Linked DNA regions of Mus musculus: all the other regions are linked to region 3. A link is a contact called in public Hi-C, HiCAR-type and promoter capture Hi-C data. All regions are on one chromosome and are shown on one strand. Each heading gives the region's core, a stretch centred on a gene start, on an enhancer-like site or on the middle of the called end of the contact. The rest is flanking DNA. Distances are from core to core; before and after follow the strand shown. Region 1 holds the start of Arap2 (ArfGAP with RhoGAP domain, ankyrin repeat and PH domain 2). Region 2 holds the start of Wdr19 (WD repeat domain 19). Region 3 holds the start of Rell1 (RELT-like 1). Region 4 holds the start of Tmem156 (transmembrane protein 156). Region 5 has its middle 82 kb from the start of Dthd1.

Evidence for each region. Promoter capture Hi-C pulls out the DNA fragments that hold promoters and counts their contacts. A called contact is a pair of places that touch in the nucleus more often than the background predicts. HiCAR-type assays count read pairs that join an accessible place to other places.
Region 1: a HiCAR-type map of astrocytes shows a contact between it and region 3, with 3 times the contacts expected there. The contact joins the promoter of Arap2 here to the promoter of Rell1 in region 3. A contact is called at or near these places in 2 of 39 promoter capture datasets (hippocampal neurons and pre-B cells) and 1 of 115 datasets of contacts at active chromatin or transcription factors (astrocytes).
Region 2: a promoter capture Hi-C map of pre-B cells shows a contact between it and region 3, with 3 times the contacts expected there. The contact joins the promoter of Wdr19 here to the promoter of Rell1 in region 3. A contact is called at or near these places in 3 of 39 promoter capture datasets (cranial neural crest, liver and pre-B cells), 1 of 484 Hi-C or Micro-C datasets (uterus) and 2 of 9 other capture datasets (adipose tissue and embryonic stem cells).
Region 4: a promoter capture Hi-C map of hematopoietic stem and progenitor cells shows a contact between it and region 3, with 2.6 times the contacts expected there. The contact joins the promoter of Tmem156 here to the promoter of Rell1 in region 3. A contact is called at or near these places in 5 of 39 promoter capture datasets (hematopoietic stem and progenitor cells, liver, neutrophils and 1 more), 1 of 484 Hi-C or Micro-C datasets (embryonic stem cells) and 1 of 9 other capture datasets (adipose tissue).
Region 5: a Hi-C map of Th1 cells shows a contact between it and region 3, with 4 times the contacts expected there. The contact joins the enhancer-like site here to the promoter of Rell1 in region 3. A contact is called at or near these places in 2 of 39 promoter capture datasets (the C10 cell line and hippocampal neurons), 1 of 484 Hi-C or Micro-C datasets (Th1 cells) and 2 of 115 datasets of contacts at active chromatin or transcription factors (the 230-238 cell line and astrocytes).

What each region holds. Positions count from the first base shown.
Region 1 is chr5:62,764,873-62,767,572 of GRCm38.p6, forward strand. Arap2 (ArfGAP with RhoGAP domain, ankyrin repeat and PH domain 2) reads right to left here and starts at 1,305. Exons shown (of 33, transcript NM_178407.3): 1 at 1,022-1,305.
Region 2 is chr5:65,198,425-65,201,124 of GRCm38.p6, forward strand. Wdr19 (WD repeat domain 19) reads left to right here and starts at 1,272. Exons shown (of 37, transcript NM_153391.2): 1 at 1,272-1,336. The coding sequence starts at 1,331.
Region 3 is chr5:63,967,612-63,970,311 of GRCm38.p6, forward strand. It overlaps Rell1 (RELT-like 1), which reads right to left and starts at 1,286. Exons shown (of 7, transcript NM_145923.4): 1 at 1,035-1,286. The coding sequence starts at 1,122.
Region 4 is chr5:65,090,318-65,093,017 of GRCm38.p6, forward strand. Tmem156 (transmembrane protein 156) reads right to left here and starts at 1,292. Exons shown (of 6, transcript NM_001370814.1): 1 at 1,151-1,292. The coding sequence starts at 1,238.
Region 5 is chr5:62,892,058-62,894,757 of GRCm38.p6, forward strand. No RefSeq gene overlaps it. Among named protein-coding and RNA genes, the nearest start is that of Dthd1, 82 kb to the left of the region's middle. Within about 2 kb of position 1,299, at least 10 of the 459 cell types and tissues checked have an H3K27ac peak or open chromatin away from gene starts, as enhancers often do. A contact at or near this core is called in Th1 cells, where this site is marked.

The DNA.
Region 1 (2,700 bases), core at 55-2,554, 1.2 Mb before region 3:
AGACCCACCTTAAATATGTGTTCAATCTCTCCTTGGACAGGAGCCAGGGGATATTTCCATTTTAGGATATAGCCTACTTGCACGACCCACTTTTATTTTCTCTCTATTAAACATTGTTAAACAGTGGAATACCAAGTGCCTTTGCCTTCCATATTTCTCTTGTAAGTGTATAAAAGTCATGAATAAAAATCTTGTCGTTATTCCTTGCCTTTAAAAAAGTTACCTCATCCATAGCCACCTTCCACTTACAGGCAATGCTCCATACACTTCTGGTGCACAAAGCTTAAGTGAAGAGAATCGATACTGGGCTTGTAAGTACAAAGCTATTATTGGGAATAACAATGACATCCGATTAAATGTACTTTTAAAAATAGCGTATTCCAATACTTAAAAAAAAAAATAAACTTATGTGCTACTAAGTGTCCTATACTTCAAGGACAAACTTGGTATCTCTCATCTAACTTACAAGAGCCTGAGACAGTTTTCCACACAGCGTATCTTATCACTTCTTGTATTTTTTTCTAAATATCAAAGGCTATTGTTCACAATATAATTTCACAAACCTTCCAAGTCAAAGAAACTCCAGATCGCCACCAAGAAAACCAAGACTAAAGAAAACATCAGAATGAAGTAAAATAAAAACTTACTTCAATTAATAGATGGACACCAATTCTCCCATGAGAACTGCTTCCCACACTAAAGGTGAAAGAGCTGCCTGGTAACCGCACTCCAGAGAGGTCCCCTGGTACAGTGCTAGGTTCAAGCAGGTGGAGGCCGAATGATTGTAATTAAAGTTAATTAACAGGGCTGCCCTTAAGTGTGTAACCAGAAGGGTGTGGGGGGTGCAGGGGGGAGCACAGAGCCCCAAGTCATTACCTCCACCGAGAAAAGAACTCAGCGCCTGGAACTTGCCCAGGCAGTTTTTGGTCGGGGGCAGAGGGGGATGAGACAGTCTGATTGACTGGACTGTCAATCGTGCGGGTCAAATCCCAGAAGCAAGCGCAGCTTTCTAATCACTTACCGCCTTTGGTTTCTCTTCCGACGCCCACTCGCGGGACGCGCAATCCGAGCGACACAATCCAGAGCCGCCCGAGCACTCCACGCGTCCCGAAGCGCTGCGTTCTCGCACCCGGGACCGGACCGCGGCCAGCGCACCCCGGGGACTCGCCTCGCTCGCGCGCGGCCCGCGAGCCCCGGCAGCGCAGCGCCGGCTCGTCCCCGTGGGGCGCTGTCCCCGGCGGCGAGCGGGCGGACCCCGCGCCGCACCTGGAGGCGGGAGCGCGGCTGGGCTCCGCGGGCGAGCGCGCAGCCCCGGAAGCCGCGCCTGCCCGGGCCGCCCAGGTGCTCGGCGCCGCGCCCGGCTGCTTCCTCCCGAGCCCCGGGGGCGGGGATCCGCGGCCGGCGGGGGCGGCCCGAGCTCAACGGCGGGGGCGGCGGGGCAGGCCGTCCCGGTTCGGCAGCATTGTTGCGCAGCTGAGTCAGCCCGCCTGCCGCTCGGCCGCGCCTGCCGCCCAGGCCACCTGGAGCGCGTCTGCCCAGTGGCGACCCTGGAAGGGCGCGTCCCCCCGGGGCGGGGGATTGGCCCTGCCACCCTCCCGCTGAGACCCTCGCTGGGTTACAGATACACGTTGCTGGGACTGTGTGCGCTGACCTGGGCGGGTGGCCAGTGGGGTGGATCCTGCCGCCTCTGAATGCAGAAGCGCTACACTACCCAGAACTTTCCCTGTAGCCTCAGTGTTTCCCAAACTTCACACACATCTAGGACACCCTTTTGCCTAGGTTCCAGGAATAAGTATATCCACCAAACCCAAAGTCGGATTCTCCCCAGTCACCGCTACGACCAAATTCTAAGATCCCTTTTTTTAGATGAATCTCAGGAGGAGGAGCATAACACCCAATGGCCTGAGGAACACTTATCTCTGGGAAACTAGGTCTCAAACCTGGGGGTTGTTTGAGTCTGGAAGGCCTTTCTGTCTTTGAATCAGTCCTTAAATGATCTTGGTGATACAATGAGAAAAACAAAAAGAGAGAGAGAGAGAGAATCCCAGAAACCTACCTGAGAACAAGCAGGATCCTTGCTGACCTGCTTCATACTCCTGTTTTGAGTTTGTTGTTTGTTTTTAATAGATTACCTACCTGAGTTTCTCCCTCAAAACATGAAAGTACTTACTTATCTTCCTGCTGTATCTGTTGACGAAAGTGAAGCAATTACAGTGATGCGGACCTTATTATGAAAATAAGCTAATGGGTGAAGCTCACAGGGTGAGAGGCTTCCCAGGAGCTCAGGCCTTCACGAGTCCACATCACCAACTGCCATCCAAAACCACCATCTTTCCGGGGGTAAAGAGGGGCTTGAGCTGCAGCATCCTTTACACAGAAGGTTTCACAAGAAGGCCCTGGGCAAATTGCCTTCATTTTCTCCCAAAAGACTTGCAGAATTCTTTTTGTCTGTGTTATTTTTCTTTTGTTTAATCTTTGTTTCTTTCTTTTTATTTCTTTATTTTTAATTTATTAATTTATTTTGCTTTTAGTTTTACTTTCCACGCCATTTATTACAAATTTTCTGTGAGTTGCTCTTTCCCGGACTCATCTTCCCCCTTTGCTCCCGGTTTCTTTTTCTTTCTCTCCTAACAGCGCTCATATATTCCCACCACCACCTCCACACCCCCAATCTTCATTAGCCTTCTTAAATCCTTCTCG
Region 2 (2,700 bases), core at 22-2,521, 1.2 Mb after region 3:
TGGAGGCTTGGTATAATTAGCTCTACCTCTACCCCACATCCCTCCCTCTCTTCTACTGATTCTGTACACTCTCAGTCATGTCATCTGCAGTTTTCCCACCTCCTTCCTCAATCAGTATGCTTCTTTTTCTCTCCTTATTGCATTAACTAGGACTTCCACCAGAATTGAGAAAGAGTCACAAGAGGGGACATCCCTGCCTTGTTCCTAATGGGACTACTTTCAAGATTCTTAGCATTAAGTACATCAGCCTTAGGCTATTTGGAGATACTGTTTACAATTTCTATGGTACAGGGTTTTGTTGTCTTGCTTTTTCTTGTTGGGTTTTGTTTTTTGAGAATTTTGAGGGTTTGTTTTATGTTCAGTTTTGTCAAATGCTTTGTTATTATAGCTACTGATGCAACCATGTAGGTTTTTTGTTTTTTTTTTGTTTGTTTTTGATTAGCCTGTTACTATTGTGACAGAGCAAGACAATGCAGAAGTTTCTCCATCTTGTATTCTTGCTGAGGCCATTTTAGGTTTGACTACAATTTTATCTCATGGACGAGAGTCGCTGTGAAAAATTACCCAACTCTATTCTAGGAACCCGAGGTGATGATGCCCAGCTAGCCAACCTTAGCTACTGTGCAGAATCCCACTCCCTCCCTCCAGCCAACTTTTAATGCTTAGCTTCCGCTAAACTTCTTGTTTACCAGGCTCAAATACTACAGGCGAGTTCTTTTCTTTATTTTTTTCAACTATTCCTCCCCGATCACACTAGCTAAAATTGTCTTAATGGTCCTGAAAGAAAACGACTCCTCATACCTCACCTCCGTTAGGGCAAAATCAAAAATAAAAACCCTGCAAGAAAAAAAAATGAGGAATGATACATTAGTTTCTCCAAGCCTTTTTTACAAGTGGATCTTGTAGAAGCCGTCTGGCTCATGAGCCAATTCCTGCCTCCTACTTGCCAACCTCTGGGTCCAGCTTTTTTCCCCCCGGAATTCCTTTACAACCGCTCCTAGGCCAGTGGTTTCTGCTCACATAGCTCAAGACCCTTTCTGTCCATAGGGCCCGCCTGCCTCGCAGCCTCACCCAATCAGAGCTCAGGCAGGAAGTTGACCAGCCCTCGTAGCATTCAACTTCCCGGAGCTTAGCTCCACCTCCATCACGTGACTCTACCCACCCTGCCCATCTCTCTCAAAGGAGGGCTCCGGGGGCAGCTCCGCCCCACGCTCGCTGATTGGTCGCTGTTTGCACGGTCTCCTGGGTGACGAGAACGCGGTAGCGGGGCGGGGGTGTTCTGTTGCGCCTGCGCACTTACAAGAACGGGGGTGTCGCTGGAGCCTTTGAAATGAAGGTAAATAACTTACAAGTGCCAGCGGATTGAGAAGATGTGGCAGCCTCTGTATTTCCTAAACTCTCGGAGCGCGACTCTGAGGAGTTTGTGTCCCTGTCCCTCCGCGGAAGTGCTGAGGATAGAGGAATGAGCTCCGGGAGCGGGCGGGAGGGGATGATGGGCTTGTAAGGATGCAGGGAAAGGAAGCTCTGGAGAGCGGGCTGAGGGAGGCCTGTGCCCTCTGGAATCTGGTAGAAGCCTGATCTGAGTACGCCCGAACTACCGGTATCGCTACCGATTTCTTGTAGCTTAATCCTGGGCAAACCAAGCCACTGGCCCAGAGCCCTAGGGAGAATCAAAAGTCTCTAAAACAGTCATCAAGAATTACTTGGCCTGTGACCTGTCCGGTATGCAGAGCCCTGGTCGCTAGAACACATGATGGAGAAATCTGCACACCTGTGTGCGTCCTCCACTGCACGCAGGTTTTCTGATTGGGTTTGTTGTGAATTCCACAGGGGCAGCCGCTGCACTCCTGTGATTTACCTCAGAGGTACTTACCCCCGCACTGCTCTGACAAAGAAATGGAAACACCGAGTTTAAAATGGTTTCAGCTTTCCTAAAGCTTCACTGTAGCTCTTGTGTGTCCATTGGAATTGGCAGATAACTTTGCATGATTCACTTTCTGGTGTGTCGGAAAGGAGTAAATACTATTCTCTTTACAGTTAAGTTAACCGTGACCTGCAACAAGCAAACCTTTTTGCTGTTCTAGGAAAGCTGTAACTTTTATCTGAGTTGTACCTAGAACCGATATAACTCTGTGGAAGAAAACTAACCTGTAAGATTACAGCCCAAGACAGATCTGCCATGAAAGGAATAGAATCAGGTTTAAGGACGATGTATTCCCAAACTCGCAGAAGTAAGATGGTCTAGAATACGTTGAGTGAGTGTACGTGCTGGAAAAAACCTGTGTGTGCTTGGCATCATAGCGCACCTCTATCTTAAGTTGCGATTCCAGGACACAGGCTTTCGGGAGATGGGCATTTATTCAGATAGCATTGGAGGAGTTGTGTTGTCACTCAGATTCAAGTCTTCAGCTACAGTATCTAAGCTGCATCTACCTAGATAAGGGTGTGCTTGATTAATCTACAGTATTTAAAACTAATATTTTTCATCTAGGGTCATGTTCCTGAGTATTCTAGAATGTAGCAGTCTGATATAAGAATAATATAAGTCAATGAAATTTCAAATTTTTAACTTATAACAACAATAAAATTGTTTAAAAAAAACAAATAACATTGTGATAATACAGTTTGTTTTGCCGAGTATCTCCAAAATTTGTATCAGCATCTAACAGAAAAAATACCAATAAAGCCAGCATTCATTGG
Region 3 (2,700 bases), core at 36-2,535:
CAAAGCTCCGAGTGACTAGAACATTCTCCAAAAAGAAGAGCAGCACGTATATTTTATAGAGAAGACAGTCACCGTTGGAAGCCTTCCAGCTGCTTATTATTTGGGCCTGAAGAGGAGCCACCCCTGAAGGCAAGCTTGGCAGAGCCTGCTGACGTAAGAATCAGCCTGTGGTAACCCCAAACGGCCAGGAAGGCTTAACTTTTTTTTTTTAAGTACTGCAGCGAGGTGGCAATTAAGAGGGGGAAACAATTATTAAGAATCCCTGGTGTGTGCCTTATAAAAACAGGAGCACAAGGCAAAGGCGTCCTTAAGTAAAAGGTAGACCTCTTAGATTTCAGTTAGAAACTCCCGCTGATGGCTTGTAGTTGAAGACAGCACTCAGCGTCTCGGCTTGGTGGCTTCCACCCCGACCACAGAGGTTCCTTTTGTGATGACAGGATTTGATACAAAGAAAAAGCAGTATACATTATAGATGTCTTTCCTCTTTCCCGGCCTAATTTATCCAGCATGTATGGGAAGGAGTGAGAAATTCCCGACTTACTAAAAGAATCCATAACCACCTGCAAAGACTGGCACTTTCAAGGCTTTAACATAATGAAAAGGAAAGAAGAAAATAAAGCGAGGAAGGAGGCTGGAAAGCAGAACCCTATCCCGGGTGTCAAGATATTCGCCTGGTGAGGCCTCTGAGGACCAGGACAGTAGAAAGGGGTCCACGGCTAGGGAGAAGGCATCCCAGGAAAGCGACATCCTGAAGAATCCGAGTTGGGGTCCCGCCGTTTTTTAGAAGCGGCGGGGAGGGAAGGCGGGACCCCGGCAGGCGGGTGGGGAAGGACTGGAGCCGCGCTGCGCGCCGCACCCTGCCCGGGCCACCCCGGGACACCCAGATGTTCAGAGCCAGATCCGGTAGCACAGCAGGGCGCGCGCAACTCAGGGCGCGGCGGGGTTGTGGGCTCGACCGACTCGTCGAGCCCCTGGCTCCCTTCCGTGCGCAGACCCAACTCACCAGGCGTCCCGACCAGGACCAAAGCACTCACCGGCGGCCACCAGCGGCGAACTCACAGCGCCTCCCACGAACACTGAAGCAGCAAGCACAGCGGACCCCGGGAGTCCCCACAGAGCCATCGCCGCGTCCCTCTGCCCTCCTCGCCCCGGCCGCGGCGTCCCGGGTCGGGGTAGACGGTGCAGCTCGAGGGCTGCCGGGTGGATTGAATGCAGGAGCTCGGCCCCCGCGAGCCCCTACCCGCTCAGCCTGGACCCGCCAGGACCCCGCCCACCGCACGGAAGCCCCGCCCCTGATCGCCGCGCCCCGGTCCCTTGAAGCCTGGACCCGCCTCCGCACGCATGACCCCGCCCCCGAGTCCAGGCCGCGCCTCTCCTGTCACTCCCGCTTCCCCTCTAAACCCTTGGGTCGCGTCAGCCGCGCGCCCAAGCCGTGGCCCCACCCCGAGCCCCGCCCACTGCTGACCCTCTCCGCCTCCTCTGCTGGGCGGGCTAACCCTGCCCAGCCAAGTGGCGGGTCTGCGCGGGAGCCTCAGGCTGGGGCGGGTTACTCCCTTCTCCTGGGTCCTGGGACTAGTCAGATGCGGGAAGAGGAAGGCAGAGGTTAGGCCAGGAAGCCCAGGATGGAGAGCAGACAGGACCAGCAGTTTCAGAATGGCGCGATGTTTTTTTTTTTTTTCTCAATCGGAGTCTTTACCCAGTTAATTAACCTTCGTTAGTGGTCTAGGAAGGAATGCTACGTTCAAAGTCATGGTTGATCGTTTAAACATTAAGGAGAATAAATTAAAAAAAAAAAACTTTTTTAATTGTCCCCATCCCATTCTGTCTAAGCTACTTCTATTGAGGAACACGTCCCCACACACTGGTTGTTTGCTTGCGTTGGACTGGGTTTTGTTTTAATCATCTTGCAAACACTCCCCTGGAACAATTCTTCAACTTTCCAGTCACTTCTGTCTTCATATCCTCACATCAGCTCGGTAAGGTGAGTATTATCCCCATGTCACCGGCCAGGAAGTGAGCTCATGAAGTCTGCATGACCTGGGCCACCATGATCCATGTATCTCCAGTGTTTGCTTGCAGGTTTAATCTCAGCTCCTGGCTCAAGGACAGCATGCACTAAGAGGGCAGAAGTAGTTGTTAAAGGGGAATGTACCTTTTTCTGACTAGCTTCCTTTTAACTAACCAATAGCCTCGTTTTAACTAATCCGTGGAGACTCCACACAAGGTCCTTAAAGCCCAGTCCTGACAGATGTGAGCTGAATGGAGGGTGGGTCTTCAGCCCCTTCTGTAAACTGACTGGTGGCCTCTAATGCTCAAGGGGGAGTTATTTCTCCTCTCTAACACCCTCCACCCTTCTGTTACAAATAGCAATGATGTGAGAATTACCAGGGAGAGAAGCTGAAGGTTGGAGGCCCTGCCCTTTGAGTCAAAGACAGGAACTATGGATCCTATGCACAATTTGTGGCACATCCTGTAGTCTGACAAATGTATCAAAGGGAAAGGTCTGAGAAAGAATGCAGAGGAAAGACATTGTGCTGGCCAGTTTTTTTTTTGTTTTGTTTTGTTTTGTTTGTCAACTCAACACAAACTAGAGATTTGTCTGAGAACCTCAATTGGAAAAAAATATCTCCATAAGATCAGGTTGTAGGCAAGTCTGTAGGGCATTTTTCTTAATGAGTGATTGATGGGGGAGGGCCCAGC
Region 4 (2,700 bases), core at 42-2,541, 1.1 Mb after region 3:
GATAGCTAAAAACATGTTGCTACTCTAAGCCCAAAATATCTTAAAAATAACTTGTCTTTATTCTATTTTCTTTAGGACACATTTTCAGCGGGTGAAAATAAGTATCAAAAATATACACTATACGTGCTCAATATATATATATTTTTAAAAAACCAAACCAAAAGAAAAAAATTTTAATTCGATCATTCGTAAAAATTGCAGTTACAGTGTTTATTTAGCAAAAATATTTTTATCTGGCTACTTAGCATCATTTAATATGCAACATTAAATAATCATTGCAGTATGTCATCAAATATAATTAGCAAAAGTATTTTTATCTGAATACATATCTTTGCATATATTCGACAATAAATATTCATTGCAGCGAGATATCAAATATAAGTTTTTCTCTAGTTTTCGTAAATTTATATGATTCCTATTTAGTAATAGAACAGTGGAGTTTTTTTTTTAACCTTCTTATTAAAGGCTAATGAACACAATTATCACTTAAACACCCACAATAACATGTTTTCCAATCTTTTAATAATATATAAAAAATAATTTAAATTCCCTTATTTTTTTGTTTCTCTACCCTGAAGTTTCAACAAATATATAACAATTCTTTGAAGGGCTCTCAGAGTGGGTTTTGCCTTGTTCCCAATGCTCCCAAACACACACATACCTGCCTATATTTGTACCCATCTGGTTTTACTGCATATTAAAAATACTAAAATTTACTCCTATTTTTCTAAGATCAGCAGGAAATTATTAGTCTCACCTTGTGATCAAATGGCTCATTTTAAAATAAATAAATGTCCGTTCCCTTAGTAAGTTCCAGAATATAAAAGCAGATATATATGATTATTTTGAAAGAAGGAAACAGTTTCAAAGAACAAACTCATAAGATGCTATTCTCTTAAGTCCCGTGTCTGGAATCGAAAATCAGACTTTAAATATTTCTTTACATTTTCAATTGTAACATAACTAAGTCCTAAGGCCACTATGCTAGATAACAGGCAACTAAAAATTGGTATCTCGTTTCACTTAAGGCAGTTCACTCACCGAACTTCAGCTCATGCTGCATACACCCCAAAAGATCTCGTCTGTCACCACTCGCTGACAATGTGCTCTAAAGTAAGAAACGAGAGCTGGATTGCAATGGTTTACTTACCTTTTGGTGTCTTGAAAAATTCTGGCAGGACTAAAATGAAGGTGATCACTATTGCCACAAATAATTTAAGGAAAGCTGTTTCTGTCATGTCTACTCACATGACACAAATGTGTTCCCATCGGTAGCTTGATAGTATGTTGCTTCCTGCTTCTCATCTCTGCTCTACTTCAAGTTCCTGAGATTCACCTCATACTCACTTCCGTTTGGGTCTGACTTTAAAAAAAAAAAAGTTACCCGGGACTGAGACTTCTTCATTTTGAGTCACTTTGCCTAATAAAGCCACCCTCTAACAAGAACTGTTGTGCTAACTGATAAACACGAAAGATGAGGAAATGGTCTTAAGAAACACAGAGGGTCTGGCTCCAGATTTAAATCTGTTTCTCATGTTTACCAATGTGTAAGAACAACATGGTACATGTAACCTACAACATAATAACCAAAAACCAAAGGACGAATGTCAGTGCTACCCCAGTTTATAAACATTGTTCACTCATTTACTTAGTAAATGATAGTTAATCTCTCTGAAAGCCAGACACTGTGCTTGGTTCTGGTGTTTGGAAGACAGTAAACAGTGCAAGATATGAGCATAAACAAGAGACTTATGAAAATTTGGGCTTCTGCTTTACCGTTGTCTCTGCAAGTGGCCGAATGGAACTTGTTAATGTTACGTCTATAAACAGCGTTTACTATGACGCAATCCACATTCTTGTTCTCCTTGCAAAAGAAAAAAAAAATCATTTGTTTTAGAGTGTAAATGAAGGATAGGGGAAAACTTTGATGAATACAGACAGCATACATGGCAAGCAAATGTTCTTACTTAGACAATGCAAGTAGTTAGCATTTCCATTGCCCCCTCACCCCACCCCCACCCCCCACCCCTCCTCTGGTTACAATAAAATGTAGCCAGTATTTCAGTTTGTACTTGGAGCAAATGTATCCTTTGCTCCCTGCTCAGTGCTGCAATTCTGTAACCAGTCCTTTCCGCTGACCCTCTTTTGTTCTCTCTCACCCTCTCCTGCGCTTTATGGAACAACAGGTGGGTGGGGAGGGAAGGGACAAAGATTAGATGCGCCAAGAATGAACTCATTTGTCTTTCCACTGGATACTACAGTTTACATACACATGGGAATCCTCAGTAAGGGGATTGGAAGACCTGAGCAGTCAAAATAGGGACAGAATTCCCAAGCCTATACTTTATTTTGAGAATATCATAAAGGATTATTATGTGAACACTAGCCAGTAGGAGTAAAGTTTCCACTTAAGGACCATCTGGACCCCTTGATACTCTATAAATATTTGTAGCCTTCAGCAATAGGGGCTTACTGTCCGGTCGTGGAGGAGCAATACCCTGCAATGTTTGTGGGGGTCTATGGGATCCCTTTGGCCAATAATTCAAAATGATGTTACTCACTCCTGGTGCTGGGAGTTGTATGTGGTAGTATATGATGTCTAGTTGAGATACTGATCCCCCTGCCCCATGATATGCTAACTCCATTTAAACTCTGTATATAAATATACATCTTAGAAAGCTTCTACAGTAGTAGAATTCC
Region 5 (2,700 bases), core at 49-2,548, 1.1 Mb before region 3:
GGAAAATATAACATGTATTCTCTGATGTTTGCTTTGTTTTGTTGAAATGCACTAATGTTGCTGTGTATGGCCATAATTTGTTCATTTGCATTATTGCTCAATAATTCATTATGGGAAAAAATAAAATTACACATGTGTTCTTTTTTTTTCTTGTTTTTTTCTAGCCAGTATTTCTTTGTGTAGCTCTGTCTGTCCTAGACCTTACTCTGTAGATAAGACTGCTCTTTAACTCACAGAAATCCTCCTGCCTCTGCCTCCGAAGTGCTGAGATTAAAGGTGTGCACCACCACAACATTACTCATAATAGTCTATTGTAGACTGACACAGAAATAAGTTCTCCTTTCAGACAGTCATATACACTATTATTGTGAAAATTCTTTGCATATTCTTTAGTATATATATGTTAATTTAGACTTGCTGATTGTTTGATACCAAACAGGATTAAGGATGATCTATCATTTACATTAATCACCAACTTCACAAGTGAAAAAGCCTATTATCAATTTTATCCTGCTCTTTATTAAGCACATTGTTTTACAAATCAAATAAAATTAACATTTATTATTCAAACTACCAAAATCTACGGTGCTTAATCAGTGTCACCTGATTAAATGGGTGTGTCTGGAGTATAAAATTCCAAAGTATTTCAGAGAAAAATAGAAAAGGCTTTATTTAAAAAGCAATGTATGCCTTGAGAACATCATAATTCAGTCTTCAGAGGAGTTAACTTCTGTGGGAAAGATCTGTTTTTCTAAACTAGTTCTTCTTAGAAGGTTGTTATGATATTTTAAGTGCAATATTGTTTTAAAAGAATCTAACCTGAACTGGCTTATGAAATCCACGCATTTAAACAGCTCTCCACAGTGTTCTGCTCACAAGCAGAGGGATAGGTGGTTGAGAAGGTAAATGTGGTAAGAATGAGTCACTTGAATCAATCTTTGGCTTGATGTGGAGAGTGAATAGAGAGATGGGAATCTAAATATTTAGATATTCCTCTTTCTCAGTGAGGGGACAGGAACTGTTCGATGGAGTGAGATGCTTATTAATGGCTAGAGTCATCCTCCTTAAAGTTAAAAGGGCAACAGTATGGGGCAAGAAGGAAATAGAGCATAAGGTCAATGTACGGATTCATGTAGGCTGGGGGATTCCCAGTTGCTTAGCCATGCATTCCTTCTGTAATCTAACTTCTCAGAAAGCCACAGCAGGCTGTGCACTTTTGCAGAGATGACATGTCAGTCCTTTGATCCCTGACTCACAACCTCTTCCAGTCCTCCCCAGCTTATCATCTAATGTATTAAGTAGTCTACTTGCTTGTTACCCTTGCTGGCATCTTGGGAGTCAGCACCCTCTTCTGTGCACACACTCATAAAGGTCAGGCTCTTGTTTCTTGCTCACCGACATATTCCTATTACACAGAACTTAGGCTCCTTGACTGCATGCTCAACTGTAAATATTTCCTTCTTGGTTACTCATATGAGAAGGAAAAAAAATGCAACTTGATTTGATACTTAGAGGTTCAGCTGGTCAGGGTAGCACCTGGGTTGGATACTAGTAATCTGGAAGCTGGGACACCAGGGTGACCAGTTCAAGTCCAGCCTGAGCAACACAGGAAGACCCTGCCTCAAAAATCCAAAACAAACAGAATAACAGATAAGACCATAGACGATTCTGTTTTTCAGAGTCCTTTCTCTTCTACCCTGGGCTTCTTCTACCCTGGGCTGCTTCCCTAATTCCCCACCAGTCTTTTAGAGCTTATAAATTTGACAATGTTTTTCCATTTCCTGCATTCCAAGGATAAGATAAATATCAACCTATCAACTTGTCTGTACATAATCACTACTGTCTGTTGATGTGTATTTTTTCCCAGTCACCTTGGAGGATTCTTGCACACAATTCCTTGGTTTTCATTCATCAGTCCAGTCCCAGAGCTTTGTAAAGGAAAATGGCATATAGTAGGCATTCAAGGCTTCTTTATCAAATTAATGAATGAAAAAATAACGCGAACATACTGTCAGGCCATCTGGACTCATTTGTCCTCTCTCTCTCCTCAAGACAACCTTGTGAGGCAAATGTCCTGTATGCAAAGAGAAAAAAAAAGAGCTCAGATTCTAAAGTTGGCTCCACCATTAAGCAAGGCACAGGCAAAGCTGGCCACAAATTTCACAGGAATCAACCCAGCCCCACACATCACAGCTGTAAAGTGTCTCCTGCAGGGCAGGTGACTGCTGCTTCCTTACACACTGAGAAACTTTGTTCTCCAAATCATCCAATAAAAGAAAACTTTGCCACTTGAAATCAGTCAGAAAGAAATCTCTTTCTTGCCTGGAAGGTTGAAACAATTTTCACACAAAAAAGCATTCTCTATTTACAGCTGAGGTGTCTGTCTTTGTCCAGATAAAAGATCTCTAGATATAGGGATGTACACCCACCTTACATTTAAGGATGCACTTTGCAAGGCAGACCTGATGCTGACCTCTGCACATGTGGCTCTGTTTTGTGTTTATTGAAATAATAAACCTTCTCCTGTGTGCTAAAATAACTCCTTTATTTTGTATAACAAGACACAGACCATCTCTTAGATATATCCTCCTTAATTCAAATGAATCAGTAAACCTGATTTTGTTGTATTCCACGTGTGCTCCTGTGGTCCTTCCCCATTTGTTCTACCTTTATGATGCCCCTGTATTCAATACAGTAGTT